Regions from separate parts of the Zea mays genome. Here regions 2 and 3 are each linked to region 1. The links are chromatin contacts, called in public Hi-C maps. All regions are on one chromosome and are shown on one strand. The core of a region is the stretch at or near the end of the contact, and the rest is flanking DNA. Distances in the headings are between cores, read along the strand shown.

Evidence for each region. Hi-C and Micro-C count contacts between places; a contact is called where the count stands out from the background.
Region 2: a Hi-C map of ear shows a contact between it and region 1, with 2.3 times the contacts expected there. The contact joins the promoter of LOC100273268 here to the promoter of LOC100276090 in region 1. A contact is called at or near these places in 2 of 25 Hi-C or Micro-C datasets (ear and leaf mesophyll).
Region 3: a Hi-C map of leaf shows a contact between it and region 1, with 7 times the contacts expected there. The contact joins the promoter of LOC103638796 here to the promoter of LOC100276090 in region 1. A contact is called at or near these places in 4 of 25 Hi-C or Micro-C datasets (bundle sheath, ear, leaf and 1 more).

What each region holds. Positions count from the first base shown.
Region 1 is chr9:105,825,820-105,829,202 of Zm-B73-REFERENCE-NAM-5.0, reverse strand. It overlaps LOC100276090, which reads left to right and starts at 1,838. Exons shown (of 3, transcript NM_001348922.1): 1 at 1,838-2,033; 2 at 2,987-3,170; 3 at 3,332-3,383. The coding sequence starts at 3,000.
Region 2 is chr9:106,009,514-106,012,896 of Zm-B73-REFERENCE-NAM-5.0, reverse strand. LOC100273268 reads left to right here and starts at 1,894. Exons shown (of 1, transcript NM_001147709.1): 1 at 1,894-2,852. The coding sequence starts at 2,174. The coding sequence ends at 2,782.
Region 3 is chr9:105,639,093-105,642,475 of Zm-B73-REFERENCE-NAM-5.0, reverse strand. LOC103638796 reads left to right here and starts at 1,606. Exons shown (of 3, transcript NM_001328274.1): 1 at 1,606-1,747; 2 at 1,846-2,015. The coding sequence starts at 1,637. The coding sequence ends at 1,968.

The sequences.
Region 1 (3,383 bases), core at 589-3,088:
CGAGTTCTTGGCGTCCACCTTCTTCTTGTGCTCCTCGTCCTTGGCCTTGTATAGAAGAGTCCATAGCCTATGGGCAGGCATGACGTGCCCCTGGTGAGCGGGTGCGGTCACTGCCCCGTGCGATAAGAGGCAGGGCGGGGAGGAACGTTGGTCGACGGGTTGGTGTTGACGCGCGGGGGCGAGCCTCTTCGGCCATGGCCGTGTGGTGGAGAGAGAGGTGGTCGCGAGTCGCGACAGAAGAAGAAAAGCGTTGGGACTCGGGAGAAGAAGAGGAAAAGACAGAAAAATTAGAATGAACTAGCGAGGGCAAAATTACCGACAATGGAAATAAACCAAGATGCAGTTCACTGTGGAGTCTGAAGACGTTTCTGGTGTCCAACTATCTGATTTATGGCATCATGTGCTATTGTTTCTTAAACTTTGTGTTGCTTTATCAAATGGCTGAAGCTTTTGCTTTATCAAACGACGACTATCACTCAAGGTTGGAACTAATATATAGCGATAGTAGTTTATTGTGTCCCAAATTTATAATGGTATTGTTTTAGGATATTTATAAAATTTGTTAATTGTACTCACTATATTAGTATGTATTATAAACCCTATTATATATATGGTGTACTATTATTTTTATTAAAGTTTTCATAAATTTAAAACAGACTCATACATCATTCATGGGTATATATAAAGGACTTTTCTAAACAAAATCTCATTTTAGTGAAGCTAAAGTTGGTTTGAAAGCCAAACACTTCTAGAACACGCTGCAACTTTGAAACAACGCTGCTCAACTCTGAAGTTTATGAAGTTGCGCTGGTTTTTATGAAACTAAGCTGTTTAAAACACCTCCTTAGGGTAAAAAATATGAAATTTCAACTAAAGAGGTACAAAAACTGAATAGATTAGTTTAATCTAGAATATTATTCCACTCTATATCTTTTTAGATTCTTACAATCCAAGTTTTCTAAAATATTACTATTTTGTCACTATTTATAGGATTAAATCGTTTTCTTTACTATTCGAAGGCCTATTTTGTGAACGGTGCACTAACTAGAAGTAACGTATGATTAAGGGCAACAGTGCACTAACCGGAAGCAACATCTTACGAGGGGCAACGAAGCTCTAGCTAGAAGTAACGTATTCTGAGGGGCAACGGTGCACTAACCGAAAGTAACATCTTACAAGGGGCAACGAGGCACTAACTAGAAGTAACGTATTATGAGAGGCAACGATGAACTAACCGGAAGTAACGTATTATAAGGGGCAACAGTGCACTAACTAGAAGTAACGTATCAGAAGGGGCAACGGTGCACTAACTAGAAGTAAAGTATTTCGAGGGGCAACGAGGCACTAACTAGAAGTAACGCATACTTAGTGGCAACGCTGAACTAGCTAGAAGTAATATCTTTTGAGGAGCAACGATGCACTAACTGGAAGTAACATATTACAAGGGGAACAGTTCACTAACCGGAAGTAACGTGTTATTTGGGGCAACGGTGCACTAACGAGAAGTAACGTGTTATTAGGGGCAATGGTACACTAACTAGAAGTAAGTTATTAGATTAACATGATAAATAAAATCACAGAGATTTGACATGGTGAACAACAGCATTAAAGCGTAGGTTTTGTTGTTATGAACCCAACACAACTTGAACGGGTTAAAACGGAGCTAAAACGAGAAAGATATGAAGGTTTAAAGATTCGGGGGGTGAAAACAGAACTAACCGGGAAGTTCAGGGGTGATATCTGAACTGGCCCAAGAAAGTCCGCGGGGAGCGGCCTTGTAGAGGCCCAGTTCGGCTGGCCGCCTTTTTTTTAATCTATTTCTTCTTTTCTATGTTAGAAAATAAAGGGAAATACCCATAAATGGACAACACCAACGCCTTCCCCCACCTCTGTGCCGCCGGCTCCGACGCCTTCCACCGCACCGACGCCGCTGGCTCCACCGCCTACCCCTCCTCGACGCCACTGGTCCTGTTCACGCCTTGAGCCCTCTACTGGACGTCAAGAGAAGTGCTGCCCTGCGAGTTCGAATCCAGGTGACTTGTTTTCCCCATCCAGGCACCTTTTTCCAATTTTCCCGGGGAACCAAAATCCTAAACTATGGGGGGTTCAAAATTGCAAGCTTGTTCAATTACTCATAACCTCACATCAGCCTGTAAACTGCACCTAATCAGATTAACTAAACAAATCTATTGAGGGTTCTTGTCATCTCTGCTTTGGGCTCGCCACATGGTGGCCAGAATGTTTAAGGGCTAGTTTGGTAACCACATTATCCCAAGGGATTTTCATTTTCCTAAGGGAAATTAGTTCATTTTCCCTTGGGAAAATAAGAATCCCTTAGGAAAATTGAGCTCCCAAACTAGCCCTAAGAAAATATTTTTTTCCAACTACATGTGACTGGTGCTTTGTGCTACAACAAATCAGTTAATTTTATTTTATTTTTTCACATGGTTCACTGCTACTAACATGGTTTTATTTTATTTTTTCCTGCAAAAATGGTTGTAGATGGGTCAAAGGAAATTATAACGTTCGAAATGCATATAACATCTTGCCCTCAGACGACACCGTAATCCATTTCAAGATCCAAATCAGAAATGAGAATTTATTAAAATTGATGAACAAGTGACGGCATGAAAATGTATGTCTATTCCCATATATTGTACTAAAAAACTTTGAAGAATCACGTCTGGGGATAAATTCTATTTACTCAATGCAACTATATACGCACAGCTACTTTCTACTCATTATATGTATCAGGATGTAGGTGCATATCACATAGCAAAAAGGGATGAATGATGCTCCCTATCCTTCAGTAAAAACATTGCTTTTATACACGGTTCTTTATTTGTTCCAACATACACCAGTGTTTCTATTATATAGTGACCTATTGATGCACTCTCCTTAATCAGATTTGGGTTTAGATGCTAGTGTGTCATCAATCAAGCTGATAATTATGTTTCTTATGTTATTTTTGTGGTTTTTGGATTAGGCAGAGGCTCTCCATGACTTCATCTGTCTCTGGCTCTTCAAAATCACCTCGTAAGCCTCCGGTGTCGTACCGGAAATGGATGGATGCAGATAATCCTGTTTGTTGCAAGTGCTCAGGTGTTATGTTGGAGCTGACCTCGTGGACCGATTCCAACCCAAGCAGAGGATTCCTTCGTTGCCAAAAGGTTTGTTTTGATTCCACATTTTTTGTGCTATTATTCCACATGTTAGTTTGGTTTTAATTCCACATTTTGTGTTTGAAGGGATCAGAAGGGTGTAATCTTTTCCAATGGGTGAGTCCCCCCCCCTTTCGGACTTTGATAAAAAACTGATGTTACAAGTGCAGGATAAGATTTATGCTTTGAGAGAGGCCAACAACGATCTGAGAGACAGACTTG
Region 2 (3,383 bases), core at 645-3,144, 180 kb before region 1:
ACCTTCTGAAGAATCTGACTCAACATCGTCCTCAATTTCTTCCTCAATCAAACACCCAGACGTGCAGGAGCCAGAAGGCCGTAAGGAGAGAGGTCAACGGCTCGACGCTGCTGTGGACGCCGACGCCGAGGAGGTCGGGGAAGAGGCCCTTGCAAAGCTGGAGGCCTGGGTTGGGGCGGGAGCAGGGGCCACAACAAGGAGCACTAGGTGGAGATCAACACTTGGGAGTTGGGGGACCAGCTGTGCGGCATGGAGACGGCAGCCGCACGGTGTACCCTGGGGCAGTCGCCGGCAGAGGCTCCACCTTAGTCGGCGGTGGCACCGAAGGCGAAGGTTCCAGCGAGAGCGCGTCACGCAGAGCCTGCCGCGCCGTGTGGATGTCGGTCTGCACCGCACCTACCCTGGCGCCGCACGTGCTAGTTGTCCCCTTCCCCGCACAGGGCTACGCGCTGCCGCTCCTCGATTTCGCTGGCCTGCTCGCCGCGTGGGGCCTCCGCCTCACCGTCGTCACCTCGCCCGCCAACCTCCCGCTGCTCTCGCCACTCCTCGCGGCGCACCCCGGCGCCGGGGCCGAGCTCGCTTCTTCTTGACGGAGGGCACGAGCAGGACGCCAGGACGGCGGCGGCCTCGATGTCGGGTGGGAACTGGGAAGAGATGTGAATGTGATTGGTGGCTGCAATGAAATGGCTGTAGAAAACCTAGCTCACGTCGGACGCCACACGTTTGATTTGGGCCCAAATTCAAAATGGGCCAAAAAATTTTGCAGGTATGTAAAAAAATCGGGGCCCAGCGATAAACAGGAAAATCGTATTTATCGGATACGTTATCGGCGATAAAGTTTTCCCTCATGCCATAAGTATACTCACCTTGCTGAGTTTGTCGCTCGGAATCAGGTGAATCAGATGAAGACTACTACAAAGAGTTTGATGAGCTTTAGGATGTCGTCACTCCGGTCAACCCGTCTATGACTCATTAGCGGGAACGTCACTATCGTCATTTAGATTATTTTATTTAGTTGTTTTTTAAAGACATTATACTTATATAATAAAGTTTGTGACACTGGTTTCTATACACTTAGTCATCATATGTGTGAAATTTTATCTTGGCACACATATAAGATGCATTTGAATTTGTCCTCAAATCCGAGTTGTGCCATAAATTATGCATAAATTTTCCAAAACAAATATAAGATAGTCATAAAGTTAATTACCTTTTTGAAGAAAAAAAACTCTTTTAATCATATCAAGGTCAAAACCAACCCGCTTGTATTTGTAAAATTTTCAAACTCCAAGAACTCCAACAATGGTGGTACTTCGGGCTGGAAACTAATTATAGGGGAATGAAGCAAGGTATATAGAATCAGGGAAGCAGGCTACCACAGAAATAGATTTGTTCCTATCGAAATAGTTCTCCGCTGGTGGTTATAACATATATATATATGGGCTCTATGCTCGCACGCCTGGTATTTTTAGTGAAAGAAGAAACCGAAACAATTTCTATATATACTTTTGTCAACTCATTCGACCCAGCGCTTGAAGCAGCAGATGCATGCGTTATCCATAGTCCACAGCCAGTTCCACACGCTACCGGTTTGGCACTTTGGCTTCGTTGGCCGGCCTGACCATCGACCAAGCTTTCCAAGTCGTTAGTGGGAGGAGACCGATGACAGCGACATCTATTACCATAATTCAGCCAACAAGACCCGGAGTCTACGCCCACCGCGCACCATGCATTGTGTAATCCATCTACAAGATGTCTAAATCTTATCCCTTTGACTGATCCTCAGCACTACTACGCCATGGCCACCAAAGCAGGCTCCTCACTGTCGCCATGCATCAGGCTCGTGGAGGAATCCCTGCTCCTCCCGACGCAAGACGCCGGCCTCTTCGCAAAGGCCTTCGTGCTCATCTTCGCCCACACCTTCCTCTTCATCGCGGTCGCCGTCCACTTCGCTCACCCACTCGCCACGGACATCCTCGCCGACATCAAAGCACAAAGGAGCAGCAGCAGGACCACTACCACTACCGGCGCCGCGAGCTCAAACCACTCCAAGGAGCTTGCGTTGCTAGCGATCTACCTCTGCTACCTCGCGAGCAAACTCGCCACCCAGCTCGTCACCGCCCTCGCCACCGCCACGACCTACTCCGGCGAGCGCCTCACGCGTAAGGTGGTCATGGAGAGGATCGCCGGAGGCGGCGGCCTTCTCGGCACGGCTGCCGTCGCCGGCGTGCTGGAGCTGTCGTTCACGGCTCTACTCGCGGCGCTACTCGTATCCACGTGGACCTACGCTGACGACTCGATCGTAAAGTCTGTGTGTGGCTACTCGATGTTCTCGGTGGCGCTTCTCGTCTACATCTACCTCGCCACGGTGATCCCGGTCAGCGTCGGCGTGTCGGCGGTGGACAGAGGCTGCCACGGCGTCTGGGCGCTCCGCCGGGCGTGGCGGCTCTTGAGAGCAAGGGGGAAGGAGGCTGCCGTGCTCGTGTTCGTCGTCAACATCCTGCCTGCTTTCATCTACCCAGCCCCCGTGTACGCGTTCTCGTACATGTACCCGGCGGACGAGTACTCCCTCTACTACGGACAGGACATGGCGGTCAGGTTTTCTCTCCACGGCCCGGCGATGTGGAGGCAGTGGAGCCAGGGCGTGTGCTGGTTCATGGGCGTAGTTTTCGGATCTGGTCTTCCCTCGGTTGGTGCGCAGCTGTTCTCCATGGTGGCAGCCACGGTGTTCTGCTGCCTCTCCATAGAAACCAACGATGATGCAGCGCGCGCAGTAGTATAAAACTGCTTGACAATTTTGTATTAATTGTCGATCACACCTAAGCTAGTCAAAATTTACCTACTTTAATTTTCGTCATGTTGTGGCCAAGACTTTATCGTTGTTTTATACGAGAGAGAGTTTTACAATGTTTCTCTCCCCAAAGTGTGTGTAGGGACTTAATGTGTTACTGTAGCTACTACAAAAGAGCTATGCAATCTAGGTTTCAAGCCTAACAACTAAATTTAAAAGGTAGAGCACACAACTAAAGTACACAAATAAATGCAAAAGTTTAAATACGATAGAGATACAAACTCATAAGGATGACCACGAGAGCTTCCTGTTATTCTCGTTGGAGCCACTCACAAGCATGACCACATGAGGGCCAAACTCCGGTTCGGGCAACTCTTTTCAACAAAGCAAAAAGGAAGAACATTTCAACTTTCCAGGCCTTGAGAAACAACCGTTGGATCCAATTATGCTCTCCCTATGATGGTGCAGAAGAATTCAAGGAATTGCTCGGCCTTTGGCAGGCCATCAATAGTACACACGAGCTCAACGATTTAGAAGACTCCATTTCTTGGAGATGGACAGATGATGGTGAGTACAGTGCAAGCAACGCTTA
Region 3 (3,383 bases), core at 357-2,856, 190 kb after region 1:
CTTGGGAGACGAGGCCTTGACCTGAACCGTGCCCATCAGTCTTTGCGGTTTGTGCTGAGGGTGGTTACCAGCCGTGTTTAGGAGTCTTGGGGGTACCCCTAATTACGGTACCCGACAGGGTCGTTGGGTCGCCTGACGATGCTTGTTGCGGCGACGCAGACTGTCCGTGGCTCTGGGCCGGACGATCCGCGACCTAGTGATAGAAGCAGCTTCTTCCCTACGCGTTGTCGAGACGGTCCGCGATCTAGACCGAACGGTCCACGGTGGCGCAGGGTCGTCTTCTTCTCCTCGTAGAACCTAGATCTCACCCTCTGGAGGAGAGACCTTAGGGTGTTTCGGGTCAGCAGGTCACCCGGGGCGTCTCCAGACGACGTAGAGTCGTCTAGAAATTAAGAGATCAATTCAAGGAAGAGATCTTGTTTGAAGTAGACGAAGTAGATCTTGCTCCTCATGATGGGTAAGATCATAGGATCGTTCTGGTGTCGACATGCCAGCACAGGACGAATCTAGACGACGTAGAGTCGAATAGGGGTGGAGTTGGATATGCGGAAGCCTACAACTAAAGCTATGTTAAATCTACTCTTAGGGCAAGAAAAGTAAATAAAGTAGATATGTTCGATTGGAATGATCGGGGGTTCTCAATTGACCGTACCCCTATATATTTATAGGGGAGATGACCTGGACCCGTTTCTAGACGATAACCAACAGATCCAACGTGATTAGATGGATAACCACGTTCGAGATAAGGATAATCGCCCGAATTAATCTAATCACGGGGCGAGCGGAGTGTCCAGGTCCGAGGACGAGACCGTCCGCCACTTTTGATGCTCAACAATAAGTAACTGAGTTTTTGTTTCTCATAGATTTGTAAAAATAAAGTGCCATGAAAAAATACCGGACTTTTTTAGTGCAGCGTAGTAATTTTCTCAAAAATATTTGACAATTACCTTCGCAAGAAAAACTTTAATACAAATATAAAAATAAAAAACGCTATGACAGCATCAAAAACTCGGCCGGGGAGGGAAAGACCGCCCTCCCGGTATTATATTAAGAAGAGACCAAAACATGGTCCCGGCCGAGAAAATCCCCGAACTCTGGCCCCCCATCACTAGCGGGCCGTCACCGCCCACTCTGCAACGGCCCAGCCGGAGGGTGGCGCGCAGGACGTAACCCGGGAGCGGGTGGGGCACAACGAGGGGATTTTTTTAACCAAGCCAGAAATTCGCCCCCGAGGGGGATCGAACCCAGGACCTGGAGGTGCTACTCGGAAGCCTTAACCATTACGCTAGAGGCCCTTTCGCAACGCTATGACAGCATCACCCTAATCCATCTCCCCTCGATTTGGCCCGATCCCTTAGAGCTAGTGCACAGAATAGTCATCAACACCGCAAGCCTTAAAAAAACGCATGGGCCATTGCAACGGGATCCCCTTTCCTCTTTATGGGCTCACCAGTCATTGGCTCGAGATCGATGGATTAGGTGCAAAAGTGGATCGCGGGCCGACGCCAGTACAGCTGTCAGCTCGGCCCACCTTCTCGGCCCGACGCCCTGATTTCCGCTCGTCTTGCTCTCGCACCCTTCCCACTGCCGGCGGCGGCTGAAGGCGGCGCGGTATCAGCTTGGTGATTTGTGAGCGATGGCGCCGCCGGGGTCGCGGCGGTGGGCTTACGTGCGCGTGATGGCCGGCACCATCCTCGGTGGCGTACTTGGATTCTACGTCATGCACCGCGTCGAGACCTCGTACAAGGCACGCCAGATCCAGCCCTGCCCTACTCCCCCACCCCTATGGCTATGGCTAGCGCTGTCGCCAGTTTCCAGCGGACTCGCTCAGCATTTCTCTTGCAGGCGAGAATGGAGGAGAGGCTGCGGAGATACGAGGCGCATCTGCTTGCCAAAGCCAAGGAGTCGCAGCAGTTGCAGGACGAGGCACAGCGGGAGGATAAAGCCCAGTTCCTGCCCGACTCGTGACACCGACATTCTTCCCCTCTTGCGCCTGCTCTTTTCCAAGCTGTTAGGTACGAGCTGCCACTACTAGCTTCCATTTCCGAGGGATCATATGTGAGATACATATTGAATTTATGGGTTAATTCCGGCCATTTTTATCCCCTTTTAGCTCGCATTGTTCAGTTTTGAGTGCATTGTATTGTGACAGCTGTAATCTATACATTTTGTTGAAGCATACATAGTCATCTGGTACAGCCGAAAATCCAACTCTGCCAGGGCACAGTGCTTTGGTTCTCTCTGATTGAACTGTAAACAACTAAAGCATATGTTATGGAGCGACCTATCCTGTTCCAGATTATGCATAATCGTGGCATAATCTAGTCCTCAAGCAGTATTGGCATTAGTGGGTACATTTAGTTTATGTCAAAACCAGCCTGACCAAAATTTTAACCCAATGCTACTGGAGACATGTGCATGGAGCAAATCAAAACTGGTTTTGCCTGGAAACACCGGTGGCCTTATTATTACTGAATTGATAGATTCTTGGATTGTCGTGATCTCAGTAGTCCTGCCTAATTGGGCCACTCAGCAGCAAGACGAAACTTTTGGATCGTTCAATAACAGAACAACCCTTCCAAGGGTGGGCATGGTAATAACATAAAAGGTTGATAATTTTTTCAGGCATCAGTGTGCTAATATAAAGCCAATTTGAATAGAGTAAATATTGAAGAAGGCTTTTCTTGAGGAATGAACCTGTAACTACTAGGTGCTTAAAAAGTAAAAGATAAATAATATATTTTTTTTCTGGCATTTGATTGCTTAATGTGACTATGCGAGTTTGAATCATTGTAGAGCATTCAACTCTCCAACTCCTGCAGTCTTGGTCGATACTAGTCGTATATTTTGAAACAGGAAAAAAAACTTGTAGCTCAGATCTAAGTGCTATTGCTCTCAAGCAACATGATCAAATTTCATCTGTAAGAGACTAGCTAGGCAAATGCCAGAAGCTAGTGATAAGAACCTGAACTGTGCACCTACAATGCAACAAAGCATATCCAGATTCATCTGAAATTGGAAGAATAATATGGTTTGTGAGTTGTGACTGATGAAGTTCTGAAAAGGGCATCTTGCTATTTGTGCAATTCCTCATGTTGTGGCTGACCACAATGTCTGCAATTAACCTTTTATGGTTATAGCAACATCCACTAGTACCATGATTTGTCTGTGCTAAAGTTCTCTTGGACTCTCTAGAAGGTCACATAATGCTCAAAAGTTCATACAAGGAAGACTGAATACCAGTTATCCCTTATTCCCCTTACATATTATACCTCTTTGGAGCCGTTCTTCCTGTTGCGTTAGTGACAGATTTTCTTCCCATACTGTGGCTCATCCTTAATCACCATGATATCAGTCGTCATTACATTCCTGAAAATCCACAC